Regions from separate parts of the Zea mays genome. Here regions 2 and 3 are each linked to region 1. Evidence: chromatin contacts called from public Hi-C data. All regions are on one chromosome and are shown on one strand. Each heading gives the region's core, a stretch centred on a gene start, on an enhancer-like site or on the middle of the called end of the contact. The rest is flanking DNA. Distances are from core to core; before and after follow the strand shown.

Region 1 (5,065 bases), core at 1,638-4,137:
ACTATCTTTTTGTAACCCCTAGAATTAAGGAGAGATTAGCTCCATTTAGTTGGGCCAGAGGCCATATATGCTTGTAACCAGATGCATTAACGGATTAAGTAAGAACCCTATTTCCTAAACTCTCTCTGCCTCTTCTCTCAACAAGCCGACGACTGAGGGGCAAAACCTCGTCGGCGACGATGGATCGTGGCTACGAACTCCGTAGCCAAAGGCCAGGTACCCTAGGTCTCGACGCCCTTGACAATTCAGTTCCAAGGATCACATGGGCTTGACAATACATAGTTTCTTCCTTTCTCACTAACTGAAGGGTTTATCAACCAGTAACCAAAATCTACACATCTCCGCAAAGATCTGTAGATCAGACTGCATACATGATACATCAGGTGAGCTGCAGTGCAGTGCTGCACATAGAATCCAGATTCCAGAGAAACAAGGTTGTAGAGTCTGAAAGTAGGCATGAGGTAGTACTGCAGTAGTGTCAGTGAACTGTTGTATACTATCCGAGCAAAAGCATTCTTTGACTTGAGAGCAGACCAACGCAAAATGACAATGAACCTTGACTTGAGGAGAATATTGGCCTGTTTGGTTTAGCTTTTTTCTGACCAACTTTTCTGATAATCTGGTTGTAGAGAGAATCTAGTTGTGCGAAGAATCTGTGTATCGTGGGGATTATGTGCAGAGGAATATGAAGGTGTCCATATGGTTCAATATCTAGAAAGTGATGAATTCCTACTATTGCAACGACTCGGCGGCCGTGTTGATTTTGGATGGTTTTACCAAATCGATTTTTATAGAAGTGTGCTGAAAAACTGAGCGTTTTTCGGTCCGCAGCGGTTTTTTGTGGCCAAAAGCTAAAAAAAAGCTGAAACCATATATTTGTCTCTTGGCAGCGGAATCCTGACAGCTGGTCAACTACTAAATTCAAGTTGGTTCAGACAGCAGTGAAAGCTCAACACAGTATGCAGACCACAACCTTGCCAAATAATCCCACACCATGAACAAAATGAACGAAAGGGCGAAAAATATCCTCTATGCTCCACAAAATGAACAAATAATTTGGTAATTCAGTGGCTGTTGTCTTATAATTGCATAAAATAAAAAATAGTGTGCCCATGTAAATGAGTTTTCAGACTCAAACGGTACCATGTGCATTTTATATTAATAGCTTAATAATATTTCAGCTAAGCACAAACAGGCTACAAGTCAGAAGTCAGGCGCACTTCATTTACATACCCGCAGTACAATTTCGCATGAAACATTGTCAATTTCGATTTCTTCAGTGCTCATATGAAAGTATTCTGTACCCTATATATACACACTGAACACCAGCATAAGAAACATAAACCACAGCGATGCGAAGATAGTTCTACTCACTGTCGGTTCCTCATTCTCCTAAATCCATGAATAATTTAATTTATCTTTAAAGCAAAGCCCAAAGAAGCTGGCAGAGGCCCCGAAACTGTCAACCAGGCAAACACGATCGTTCAGCAAGAGAATCAGAACTCACAAAGGTTGCCCCAGCATCAATGGAGTGACGCAAACCTTCTAGAACATCAAGTTCCCGTGACATCCCTCCTCCCCCTTCATCGATCCTGCAGTCCGCAACTTGAGGGCTTGAGCTCTTCTCCCAGCCACCACCTCCTACTACCTCCGAGCTGCCATCGAAGCGCAGAGCTGGATCAGCGCCGCACTCCACAGAGCCCGCGCTGCATGGCCTCTGAAACGGGGACACGCCGACCTCGGCGTCGATCCTGCCCCGGACGTCGAGCAGGAGGCCCCTGAGCCTCGCCACCTCCGCCTCCAGAGCCGCGTGGTCTTGCAGCCGCCGCACGAGCTGCTGGTTGGCGGCGCGCAGCTTCTTGACCTCCCCTTCCAGGAAGGCCGCGCGCGCCTTCTTCTTCTCGCGGTACTTGCGCACGGCTTCCCTGTTTCCCAGGGGCCTCCGCGGCTTCGCTGAGCCGTCGTCCTCCCCGCCGCTGCCCAGGACCTGGGTGTGCGTGTGCAGGCACGTGTGGGTATGCATGGCGGCCGAGGGGCCCGGAGGGTCGCAGCTGTGCGTGTGGGTGCAGGTGGTCGTGGTCGTGGCGCTGCTGAAGAACTCGTCGAAGCTGTGAGGCATCTCCGGGTGGGAGAAGAGCAACTGGCAGGGGAGGTCAGCTCCATCGTCCATTGTGGCGGAGAATGCGCCTGCCTGCCCGGAACAGATTTCTTCCCTCTGTGGTCAACGGACAAGGATGCCAGAGAAGAAACGGGGAGGGCGGGAGGCGAAGGAATCAGGAACTTGTTCGAAGGATGCTCCTTGAAGCTTTGAGAAGTGGATTTCTGATAATCAGCGGTTGCTGGGTGGCAAGCTGACGGATCACGAGTGAAACTAACTTGCAGGTGCAGGGCAGGGCAGTGGACCACATCAGTCACCACTGAGCAGTCGAGCCAGGGAGGATTGGAGAGACGGCAACGAACTCCTGCAAGGAATGGTGATCTGCCCTAACTGGGCGAAAAGCAATTCACAAGATTGAAGAGTTGGTCGGAAGGACCGCAGACGACGCCGGATCAGCGTGGTAGCCCGAGAAGGCGGTGGACTGGCCGGGAAAATAAAGCAGGATTCCGGCGAGACGGTATGAAAAAAACGGTGGGGCAAGGGTAGGCGGCAGGTCTCTCGCTCCCTCACCGCCGAGCTACTTCTAGCGGGGAGAAACTTTCTGTCCAGTTTCTACCTTCCCTTTCTCTCCTCTCTCTATCCCTTCTCGCCTTTGTCAGCTTCTTTCTTTCTCGTCTCACCCGCCACCGATCTTTTGGAGGAGAGGAGAATCCTGGAAAGGGAGGGGTGTTGTGTTGTGGAGGAGATGGACGCCGACGTGGTTGGTTTAGGGGCGGGGGTGGAGTCGTGGAGACGGAGGGAGGGGCGACGATCCCCGGACCTTGCCAGTGCTGGGAGGTTTATCGATCGCTCGCAATGATGAACCTTTTCGCTTGTGGTGGCCTACAACTGGCCTGTTCAGTTGGACTTTTTCGCGCTTTAAACCTTTTCCACTCCCTCCGTTCGAAATCAGTATTCGCTCATCAACTACTTTTTATATCTATATTCAAATATATTTTTATATCTATATTCAAATAGACGACGAAGTCATATATGCAAAACACATCCATTAATGTTAAATGAATCCACTAAATACCTGAAACGAATTTTAATTTGAGACAAAGAGTACTATATTAAGTGTTTAAATATAATAGAGCTAATAATTAGTTGCTAAAAAATTACTGGTAAAATTAGCTAACTAACAAATAGATAGCCAATTATTAGTTAATTTACCAAAAATAGCTAATAGAACTATTAGCTAGAGTGTTTGATATCTTCAACTAATTTTAGTAGCTAATTATTAGGTTTAGTACATTAAATACCCTAAAGCACTAATTTCAACATTGTCCTGCGTTACCATTCCCGTTTAATGTAAAAATAAAATAAAAAATATATGTAAAAATATGAGTTTAAACTTTAGTAGTTAGCTTCACATTGACATCCACTTAATCAATAGAACACATTTTTATGTCTTAATAAAATCTATTCATATAATTAATATATATATATATACCATGTCATGCAAGTTTTTTTTATTGCCTAGTTGACTATGCACATCATTGTTCATAAAAAACACGCATGCAGAGAAGTTTTTTTAAGAACAAATTATAAAGAAGCGCTATGGAGAAACAAGCATAAAACTTTCAGCATCCAGGTGGTGTTTACTAGCTCGACCTCGGTTAGAATCCCCGAATTGGGCATGCTGCGCTCAGGGTCGCATGGCAAGCAGTGGCCGATTCTCGTCCAAGTTTGTGTCTGCTCTCTGCTGTGCGTAAGTCTGACGAACTTCAAATGGGCTGCGAGGAGCGAGTGGGGAACAGAAATCAACATGGAAACAAGAACGGAAGGACAAGAACAAATTAAGACCAGGTAACAGCTACATCACTAAAGTCAAGCTAGTCCATCGGTACAGACATCTCCCAGGGAAGGACCTAAGTCCCTTTTGTACATGGCTTACTTTGAAGAAGATTAGAGGTATCCATTGTTTCGATGATTAACCAAACGGCTTCAGGTAGCTGTAGCTTGCTGTGCGTTGAGTTCTTCAGCGGGTAATGAGATAAATAAACTTGTTCAACAGGGGAAAAAAGAACTTGCATGCAGGCAGCCGTGAACCAGTATTACTACCAGGCTACCAGCTTGCAGTTGATGGTTAGGTAACGCCCGTCTGGAGACGTGACCGTACTGCCGCTTGCGCTTGATGGTTAGGTTACGCCCGTCTGAGCTCTCAGAGTCCAGCTGTTTTGACCAAACAACATTTCTTCCCAGTACCCTGATACCATTCATGGGACTAAGAAGAAACCCTGCAGTTCCCTCCACATTTTCTCATCCGGGCTTGGGACCGGCAAAGGCAGTGTTAAACCGCAAACAAACAACAAATCAGGAAACACAAACAATTACACACAAAGAAGATCGTGCTCCCAGACATAATTTGAAAAAAAAGATAAGCAAGTGGACAGCTAAAAAACAGCCAGTGTACACTCGTGCAATCTTATGTACAGTTAAGACATCCAGCATATCACAAAAAACTGACCGCAATACATTTCTTAGCGCCAACATGGACATCATAAGGCACTACTGCTAGTCCACGATAGAAATGGTCAAACAATAAGCACATAGAAGACAAGTTTGTTCAGAGAGATTTTCTTTTGGCATGCACAGAAGCAGCAACATCCTTTTTCTTAGTTTTGATCCACAACAGATAAGATGCACCAGATGAAAGTCAAGACATAAACAATACATAACAGATGGAAGTAAAATTAGAAGCGAACCAGAAACTAGATTAAACATTAGTAGGGGTCCTAACAGAAAATTTGGGTAATTGGACCAAAAAGTATACGATGACCACATATGCTCAAGTAAAGAACCTACAATTTCAGTAACAAACCAATTTTGCACAATGAAGTTATGTATTGTCAAGAAAGAGTTCTTGCTGGATATCGGCGCAAATAGTGGACCTGAGCCATCAGATGAGGCATGCAGATTAACAAG
Region 2 (5,065 bases), core at 833-3,332, 170 kb after region 1:
GCTGGTTAGGAAAGGAGAAGATGCAACAAACCTGGCTGTTAGCATCAGGAGCAAACTTATCAGCGATGACAACATCGGTTGGCAACATAAGGGAGACACCCTTTTCCTTAGCCTTTGCAAGTAGAGATGTTGCAAGATCGAGTTTGTCTTCCTCAACCAACGAAGCACCGACAGAAAGACCTTGTGCCTTGTAAAATGTGAAGATCATACCACCACCCAAGAGAAGGATATCACACTTCTCCAACAAGGATTCAATAACCCCGATCTTGGATGACACCTTTGAACCACCCACGATGGCAGCAAATGGGCGTGTAGGGCTTGAAACAGCTCCGACAAGGTAGTCAAGCTCCTGCAAATTGATTTTGTTAAATATAAAAGGATCAGATTGAGATTGAGGGGAAAGTGAAAATAATCGCTATTTTCTGTTTTATGTAGCATTGTTTTTCTTTGATGCCATCTTTCATAGTTTCTATGTTACAAAATGGAACATGTAAACATAGAAAAAGAAATATAACCTTCTGCAAAAGGAACCCTGCAACAGAAGGCTTCAAGAACTTTGTAACTCCCTCAGTCGATGCATGTGCCCTGTGGGCTGTTCCAAACGCGTCATTAACGTAAAGATCTGCTACGGAGGCAAGCTTCTGCGCAAACTCTGGGTCATTCTTCTCCTCTTCCTTGTAGAATCTTACGTTCTCAAGGAGCAAAACCCCACCATTGGGCAAGGCGGCCACCAGCTTCTCAACTTCAGGGCCAATAACATCGTCGGCTTTTTGCACCTATTCGTGGGTATAGTACACACGCTTTAGTCAGAACAATCAATTAGCACAAGTGATTTAATTAGAAGCACCAATGATGTAGAATAAATCAATACCTGAATGCCAAGAAGCTCAGACAACCGTGCAACAAGGGGGGCTAAGCTAAACTTGGGTGTAAAACCCTTAGGGCGACCCTGCACATCCAGAGCAAAATGGAGGATTTTAACCATAGTTGGATGACAAGGAAATTAAGCAGCTAACCGAGAAAAATATATTGCTTCAGCTATATTTCATAAAATTATCATTGAACACTGGAAGCAAATATGCAATTAATATCCAGTGTGCATATACAAAATCACGAGTTTGATTAAACACTGTCATTGTGCAGATCCTTGGCTCCTACATTGTGGGTGTCTGCGAGATCCTTGGCTCAGCCTTCTTCTACTTTTATTTTTTTCTAGAAGGATTCTCTTTTACCTTTGCATCAATTCCTAGTTTGTGCCCAAAAACGAAAATAGAAGTGATCCAAGGAGTACTGAATTCCTACATTGTCTATGCGTGCGAAGAGCATTACTTCCCCAAATGAGATGAGATACGGGAAGGGCGTAGGGGCGGGAACTCACCAAGTGGCTTGAGAGGATGACTTTGGCGCCCTTGCCGAGGAGGTACTGGATGGTGGGGATGGCGGCCCGGATGCGGGTGTCGTCGGTGATGTTCTGGTTCTCGTCGAGCGGCACGTTGAGGTCGGCACGCACGAAGACGCGCTTCCCCTTGAGGTCGGCCTCCGTGAGGTCCCCGACGCTCTTCTTCGCCATGGTGGCCATGGCCCGCGTGCCGCGCGCGGAGGACGCCTGCCGGCACCGCGACGCGACGTGGACCGCGAGCCGCGCGTCGCCCGCCGCGAACGCCAGCGACCGCGCCGGCTGGCGCGCCGCGGCGAGGCCTCCCCTGCGGAGCGGGGCGGCGGCCGCCCTGCTTGCCGCACGGGCCGCGAGGGAGAGGGAGGTTGGCGGGGCGGCCGCGGACGCCATTGAGATTCGGGCGGCGGCGGCGGCGAGTGGAGTGGAGAGACAGAGAGGGAGTGATTTGGGAGCGCGGGAGGAGGGGGGCACTTGTGGGTCGTGGCTTTGTCTGTGGACGAGAGAGTGAGGCGGGGATTTGCTTATCGCTGGCGAGAGGTCGGGACGACGGTTCCGGTGGGGTGGGTGCGGGCTGCGGGGGGAGGAGACGGCGGTATAATCGATCACGGCGATGGCGACGTGTGGGGGCTCGGTGGCTTCGATTTCCCCTGTCCTTTGTGTGATCTTGGATCGCCGCCCCTTCGCACTTGCACACTTTGGAGCAGGACAGCAGGGACTGAGAAGAAGGTCAACGTCATCAGGTAACAACGTAACAGTAACACCATAACATACGCAGGCTGCGGCACACCACGAGTCAACACAAAGTGTCAATTCTGTTACACACACAACACAACGTAGCATCCCGTAAAATGAACTAATGAAGCCTGAAATTCACTGTACACGGAGTTTATTTCGTCTTCAGCAGATGAAGGGCAGCGTGGCGTGCTCGTCGCTGCAGTAGAGCCCGGGCTGCTGCGTGTACCCCTGCCTGGACAGCAGCTCCCGCGCCCGGACCACCAGCTCTCGGTTCGTCACCGCCAGCGCCACGCCGCGCTTCTTGCCGTCCCCGGCGAGGATGGTCTGGATCACGTTGCTCAGCGCGCCGTAGGACATGCCGTCGGCCGTGGTCGCGTCCGCCGAGGTCTCGTCCGTCTGGCACCCGCTGATCAGGACGCCGTTGCGCGGCGGCACCCTGGCCGCCGCCGCCGCCGCAGCCGGCCCCGCGTACACTTCCTCGACGCTGTGCGCGTCCTGCGCCAGGGTCTCCTCCACCTCTGCCTCCCTGGGAACGCGCGACTGCTCCTCCGCTTCCTTGCCGTCGTGCCGGAGCTTGCCTAACAGCATGGCCTTCATGAACCTCTTGACCTTGGGGCTCGCCTCGTCGCCGAAGTGGTGGAACAGCGTCGTGCGGATGGAGCCCACGCCGACGTCGTGCCTTCCGGTCTTGTCCCTGAGCATCTGGATGAACGTCGACAGCGGCAGCGACCGGTTGCTGATGCTGCTGCTATTGCTGTTGCCCTGCTGCTGGACACGGCAACGACTGCAGTGGATGCACCCCAGAGACTCCAGCACGCCACGGACGATTCGCGCGAGGGAGACGCGGAGTGCGGAACCGGGAGCGGGAGGAGGAGGCTTCATTTCGCGCTCTCGGCGCTGCTGGGTTCTGTTCTGCTTGGTGCTGTTCCCGATTTGCTCCTTGGTCTTGTCGATCAGGCCGCCGCTGTGGCACGAGTCCGAGACCATGGTGAAGCGGCAGCCGTCAGGGACCTTGGCCACGAGATCCGTGAAATCTTGGTCTGCATGGAGATCAGGAAAAGGTGCATATGGCAGCCCACAAAATTATCTAGTCGTTTGTTAATTACATGATAGATTTGCGACCCATACATGCAACCCTTGTTACTAAGCTCGTCTTCGGAGGGGATACTGTATGAAGGCTAGCGGAACCTAACCATCAGATACCAACGGTGTGCCTACGAATGCAACTAACGCTCGATCCTAAGTGCTCGCTGCTAAACGCAGAGAAAAACAGATGGGAGAGCACACCTTTGATCAAGTTGAGGTCGCATGGCACGATGCACTCGTCGTACCCGGTGTCGTCGTCCTCCCCAGTCTCGGCGGGGAGCTGCAGGCCGTGGCCGCTGTAGTGGAAGAAGAGCGCGTCCCCGGGGCGCGCGCCCGCCACGAGCCGCTCGAGCTCCAGCCGGATGTTGGCCCCAGTGGGCGGCGGCGTGGACGGGTCGGCGTCGGCCAGGACACGGATGTCGGCCTCGTCGAACCCGAAGCGGCCCACCAGGCAGCGGCGCATGCGGGCCACGTCGTTGAGGCATCCCTTCAGCTCCCCGTCCGTGCCCAGGTAGTTGATGCCCACCAGCAAGGCGCGCTTCTGCCCCATCGCGCTCCTGCCGGTGCCGGACGAGGCCGCCGTGCGTCGTCGTCGCGTTAGTTCGGCGGAGGCGGTGTGTCCCGCCGCGGCTGGAATGATGGTTTGGTTGGTACGGTGACGAGTTGCCCAATCGAATGGTGGAGCTCCGGAGTGCTGTCGCACGAGGTGCTCATTGCCACCACCCCGCCATCTTGGTATTGGATGGTGGGTTGACGTCGGCTAAAGGCGCTAAAGCGGCCTTCCACTTGGTGAACAATCGTATCGGGTTAGCTTAAATGTATGTATGTAAATAAATATTCCCTCCGTTCCTTTATTTGTCACGTTTTAATTTAAAAATAAACTAGCGAGTCACAAACATTCGAGAACGGAGTTAGTAAATGAGAAGAATTTAGCCAAAGGTTATTGTATTTGGTAGATACAAATCATCACTAGTTAGATTTTTTCAATTGAAACACAACAGTAAACATAGGAATTTCTGACGACTAAGCTATTGAAAATAAGACCTCTGTCGTCGAACATAGATTATTTCTGATGGCTTAGAGCTTATTTTCGACGACATTAGTCCGTCGGTTCTAAAATGTCCGACAACCGTTAGTTGCCATCGATGTTAATACCGTGTAACAGTCATGACGACGTCCAATGTGCTCCACAAACTTATGCCTGACGACCTACATGGAGGTGGTTGGAGCGAGGGCCGTCCGCTCCCTTCGTTCAATCTGCTTTAACATAAATTGAACAGGTTCTATCCCGGACACAGGAGGCGAAGGGTACTTTGACCCGTACCGAAGCCAAGGTTTTGGTCAGAGAACCGACAAAGGTTTGGAGGCGAAGGGACCTACCGCTTAAAGCGGGGGCTCCTTCGCTCGCCATCACCACCAGCTTGGGCGGCTCCGAGTATAAGTCTTGGCAAGGTTCGAAGACCCCGGCGCCCTAGAGCGAAGAGTGTCTCGTCCTAGGGAAGACCGTCATCTGTGGGATGGGCCCATGCGGCGCCCCGCTGGCCATTCATGCCCATTTGTAAGCCCCTTCCTGGGGTAAGGCTTATGGTGTATTTAATCATGTTGTACTTAACCTCGTTGTAATGACCCCCAAGGGGGAATATTCCCGGGCTAAAGCAGGTAACCGGGGGCATAATTATACTTAGGAGGGTGTGCCCACCCACATGGTTACCTATAAATACCATCGCATTGTACATTGATGGGTGCTTAACAAGACGCTGCAATTCCCTACCCACTGTTTTGTTGAGCACTTGAGCATTCCCACTTAGGGCCCACTCCACCACGTGTCAAACATTCCCAACATTTGGT
Region 3 (5,065 bases), core at 1,239-3,738, 140 kb after region 1:
GAGTATCCCAGCAAAAACAAATTAAGGGAAAAGCGCTCCTACTTCAAGTGCGGTAAGTCTGGTCACTTTATAGCACAATGTCCCGATATTGACAATGACGAGGCACAAGAGAAGAAAGAGAAGCAGGAAAGAAAGAAGAACTACAGGAAAGCGAAGGGCGAGGCACACATTGGAAAGGAATGGAACTCCGACTGATCTTCATCCGACTTTGATGATGAAGGACTAGTTGTCTCGGCCTTCGATAAGTCATCCCTCTTCCACAACGAGCGACACATGTGGGTGTGGGCGTAGGTCGCAACTTTCCTAATTGCAGTAGGGCTTTTTAATGACCGACTGTCTGTCTGACAATGAAACTCCACTCCAAGAGAGAAGGAAAGCAATATGAAATGAAACGTAGGAGGTCGGACTAGGAGCTTTCAACTGCAGCAACCCACTAGTTGACTCCTTTTGGGTCACCTTCTCGAAACCGGAATGCCAACCCCCGCACGCGGCACGCCGCCAAATTGATCATGTCCCTCTCCTCAGCTCCTCTTGCCGTCTTGCGTCATTGCGTGTGTCTGCGTGTCTGAGCTGCCGCGGACTACTCGGATGCCCATCAGACCCGCCTATACCCCTACGACGGCCATTCTATAAACCATTGATATAATAAAAAATAAGAAAACTAAAATAATAAACCAAAATATAAAATAAGATCGTGGATACATAAAAATCAGATCGTGGGTACTTAAAACAGTACTGTAGAATATGTAGATATATATAAAAATATAGAGCAAAATTATATACACAAAACACACATGAATGAGAAAAGGAGCAAGCAAAAAATAATACAAAGAATAAATAATTAATAAAAATAAACATAAATAGGTAAGACAATAACTGTCAAAGGTAACTGTGGAGCATCTCATGATTTGTACATGCGAACATTATAAAGCGCAACATAGAACATCGTGACAACGTCAGAATCAGACATATGAAATAAAAAATAAAATAAAAAACATGTAATAGAGAAAAATAAAAAGTATGCCAGTTGAATATTACCTAAACAATCTAAAATATATCATAGAACATTTTGCAAGTGCTACATAAATACTCAAAGATAAACATAGAACATCTTATTTATACTACGTGAACTTTCAAAACTATACCATAGAATTCTCTCACAAAAAAACATGAACCATTAGAAGAGATTTTTTAAACTAATTATAGTAATAAAATAAATATTAAAAAATAAAAATGATAAATATCTATTATATAAATTATGCAAAATATGATTCAAACCATGTTATTGTTGTTGTCCTAACCTACATTTACACACCAAGTCAACAAAATACACATGTCTTTATGTTTTATAATTGATATTTGTAAATGGAAAATGTAGCAATATGTAATATACATGCACTTTGCTAATAAAACTAAAAGAACAAAAAAATCAAAGAAGATAAATAGAATGGGAAAAGAAATAGGAAAAAGTATATAAAAATAAAATAAAAACGCCTAATACTTCCAAGAAGTAGAGAAGAAAAAGAAAACTAAAATAAAATAAAGAAAAATAATAAAAAGGAATTAGAAATATAAGACTAGTTTGGAGACTTATACACCGTTTGTTTTCCTTCTAGATTATATAGTTGATTATGGTGGAAGGATATGATGGTAAAGTAGCAAGATCACAAATAAACTAAAATAAGTTACCAAATACTAACTTATTTATATTATCAAAGTGATATTTTACTCTCTTTCAATTTATATAATTTAGCAGGAAAACAAACACACCCTTAGGGTTAGTTTGGGAGTCACAAAACCGGAGGAGGTGGAGGAGCTATAATCCCTTTATTGTTCAAAATTGAATAAGAATGAGCTTTTAGCTACTACATTCCCCTCCGGATTTGTGACTTCAAACTAGCCCTTAAATTCCTTCAGAGATTATGGACCTGTTTGGCATGGCTATAGAGTAAAACTCTAAGGATGAGCTGACCAGAGCATGCCAAACACTCTAACTCCAGAGTTGTAAGCTCTATGAAGTTTTTGGAGCTACAGTACAATTTTTTAAAGTACCTATTTTGCTGCTCCGAAAACTCAAAAAAGCATTCTAGTTATGGAGTTTAGATTTATTTAACCGTCACTGCCACCGGTTACGACAAAAAAATCTAAACTCTAGAGCACTACCAAACACGTCCTAAGTGAGAAATTAAGTGACAATCAAGTTTAAGTTTCTAAAGTAGCCCTAATAAAGGAAAGAAGGAAAAAACGCACTGTTTGGAAGAGAGCACTTCGTGGAGAAATTATAGAGAAGGAGCAAAGGCGATTCGTTTTTCTCATGCTCGCTTACCGCATTGGATTGTGCCCCGGAGTTGGTGCTGGTAGCTGAGCGCGACCGCCTGAACCGAGAGAGCCGAGCCGCCGAGCGGGCGTCGCCACCAACCCCACCCGGAGCAGAGTTCAAAGGGCGGCGCGGCGCGGCCGCGGGCCTCCTCGGTCGTGCCGATTGACAGCAAGTTTGCGCTGGGATTTGGTATTTCTGGCCGCCCAACCCCACAAAACCCCCACGAAACCCACCCGCATTTCCCCTGTGCAGCTGTGCTGGCCAAGTCGTCTGGACTCTGGAGCCTGTCTGCCCGTCCCGGTTCAGCTTGCTCGCCTCGCTTATGAGTTCTGAGCTGTGACAAGAACTCAGGAGGTGGTTGACGGGTGAAGCGATGGTGGGGAGCTACGCGAACGGTGGCGGGGCTGCGCCGGCGGCGGTAGCGGCGGAGAAGCTCGACGAGCTGCGGCTGCTGCTGGGGAAGTCGGACGGCGACACGCTGCGGGTCGTCGGGGTGGGCGCCGGGGCGTGGGGGAGCGTGTTCTGCGCGCTTCTGCAGGACGCGTACGGCCGGCACCGCGACCGGGTGCAGGTGCGCGTGTGGCGCCGCGCCGGGCGCGCCGTAGACCGCGCCGACGCCGAGCGCCTCTTCGAGGTCATCAACTCCCGCGAGGACGTGCTGCGCCGGCTCATCCGCCGCTGCGCCTACCTCAAGTACGTCGAGGCGCGGCTCGGGGACCGCACGCTGCACGCCGACGAGATCCTCCGCGACGGCTTCTGCCTCAACATGCTCGACACCCCGCTCTGCCCGCTCAAGGTCGTCACCAACCTGCAGGAGGCCGTTTGGGACGCCGACATAGTTATAAACGGCCTGCCCTCCACGGAGACCAGGGAGGTATTCGGGGAGATCGGGAGGTACTGGAAGGAGCGGATCAGCCAGCCGCTCATAATCTCGCTGGCAAAGGGGATCGAGGCGTCGCTCGACCCTGTGCCCCGGATCATTACGCCCACGCAGATGATCAGCAATGCAAGTGAGTTCTTTGCTCAAGTCTCGTTGTGATCTAGCAGTACTATGTTCTCATGGTTGAGTTACTAGTTTCGATGATCTCGTACCTCTGTATACTTGTGGAAGTGGGCCTAACAAATTTATTTGAAGATCTAAATGCTGCTCCACTGGCTCTACATACAGTACCCCTGTACTGTCCCTGATGGAATTTTTCTGGATAATCATCATGATCTGTATCCGTGGCCCTTCATAATATTTATTGCTTATTTTATAATTATCTGGGTGGTACTCCCTCCATCCCAAATTACAAGACATCTCAACTTTTTTGGAGGCAAAACATTCCAAATTTGACCAAATTTATGTAATATTAAAATACCAAATAACTATCATTAGATTATTTATTAATTATATTTTTTATAATATACCTATTTGATATCATAAATCTCTGTACTTTTTCTATGGTTTTGGTTTGACTCTCCGATAAAGTTGGAATGTCTTGTAATTTATGATAGAGGGAGTAGTATATTATTTGCCTGCTGTTGATTATATGAAGAGCTAGTTAATGTCCGCTCCCTAAGGGTCTGCCCACGTGTTATGTTTGCTCCGCAATCCTTGATTCCCTTATGAACTTGTAAAAACACTTTAGCAGGGTACATTGGGATTATTACTGAACATTGTTTGTTCTGGTTTCTACCTGTCGCCTATTTTACCGAACTGATACTAACACCCTGCTCTTTATCTCAATTCTGTATACTATACTGTTGGTTTGCTTTTGTGGTTGTTGATCATGGATTCTTACTGCAGCTGGAGTTCCCTTGGAGAACATTCTATATCTTGGAGGCCCAAACATTGCTTCTGAGATTTATAACAAAGAATATGCGAATGCTCGCATATGTGGAGCTGACAAGTGGAGGAAACATCTTGCAAATTTCTTGAGGCAACCTCATTTTATTGTATGGGACAATAGTGATCTCATTACTCATGAAGTCATGGGCGGCTTAAAAAACGTATATGCCATTGGGGCCGGTAAGTTATTTGATCCAGAAAAATGGAATTTCCATTTGCTCTCTTTTCCCAGTTCTTATGAGATACTTGGTCAATCATTGCATATTTGATGTTTCATCAAACCAATAAAAATGCCACTTTGGCATCTTATGTTCAGTATTTCCTTCCCTGTTTCATGAAGCATGCCTTTTGCATTGATTTGATGCTGCAGTGATTTTGTTGCTGCCAAATGCAATGTTGCTTATATTTGTCAGATTGAACAGAATCACACTGTAGCTAATACAGTATGCAAAGCTCTCATGTCATAGATTAAGAAAACTCAAAACCAGTGATTAACAAAATGGTAGACCTGGGAGAGTGCCCCCATATTCTTTATCCACTTCTACCTAGTTATTCTAGAGCCTAAGGCTATCCGCACTCATACAACTCTAAATTTGTACTCTAAAAGAAATATTCTATCCTTGTCAACAAAATTCTTTACCCTATACTACAATCCTCCGCAGTCATATTAACTCCATGTCTCAACCCTATATCAACTACCTTATATTATATCATTTTTTCAATTCTTTCCATACACACGCTGCTGTAAGCTCATGGTGCAGTGGATACAATTGCTTTCGTACTGACGCAGTGACGCTAGGTATACCGTCCGTCCGCTCCTTCTACGCCAAAATAGCGTAGCACACCCAGTCAACCACTGCAGCAAAATTTGTACGCTATATCGGGTAGCGCATTACATCCAGTGCCTCACGGTC

What was found. Hi-C and Micro-C count contacts between places; a contact is called where the count stands out from the background.
Region 2: a contact with region 1 is called in a Hi-C map of ear, with 2.4 times the contacts expected there. The contact joins the promoter of LOC103635817 here to the promoter of LOC100191786 in region 1. A contact is called at or near these places in 2 of 25 Hi-C or Micro-C datasets (bundle sheath and ear).
Region 3: a contact with region 1 is called in a Hi-C map of tassel, with 5 times the contacts expected there. The contact joins the promoter of LOC100191807 here to the promoter of LOC100191786 in region 1. A contact is called at or near these places in 13 of 25 Hi-C or Micro-C datasets (ear, endosperm, leaf and 4 more) and 2 of 3 datasets of contacts at active chromatin or transcription factors (leaf and seedling).

The regions. Positions count from the first base shown.
Region 1 is chr8:123,358,364-123,363,428 of Zm-B73-REFERENCE-NAM-5.0, forward strand. LOC100191786 reads right to left here and starts at 2,888. Exons shown (of 2, transcript NM_001137211.1): 1 at 1,543-2,888; 2 at 1,156-1,459. The coding sequence starts at 2,170. The coding sequence ends at 1,410.
Region 2 is chr8:123,532,842-123,537,906 of Zm-B73-REFERENCE-NAM-5.0, forward strand. LOC103635817 (phosphoglycerate kinase, chloroplastic) reads right to left here and starts at 2,083. Exons shown (of 6, transcript XM_008658193.4): 1 at 1,379-2,083; 2 at 872-949; 3 at 516-776; 4 at 32-349. The coding sequence starts at 1,786. It overlaps LOC100285605 (metacaspase type II), which reads right to left and starts at 3,897. Exons shown (of 2, transcript NM_001158496.1): 1 at 3,419-3,897; 2 at 2,120-3,171. The coding sequence starts at 3,767. The coding sequence ends at 2,294.
Region 3 is chr8:123,502,244-123,507,308 of Zm-B73-REFERENCE-NAM-5.0, forward strand. LOC100191807 (glycerol-3-phosphate dehydrogenase) reads left to right here and starts at 2,489. Exons shown (of 5, transcript NM_001137232.1): 1 at 2,489-3,330; 2 at 4,110-4,331. The coding sequence starts at 2,694.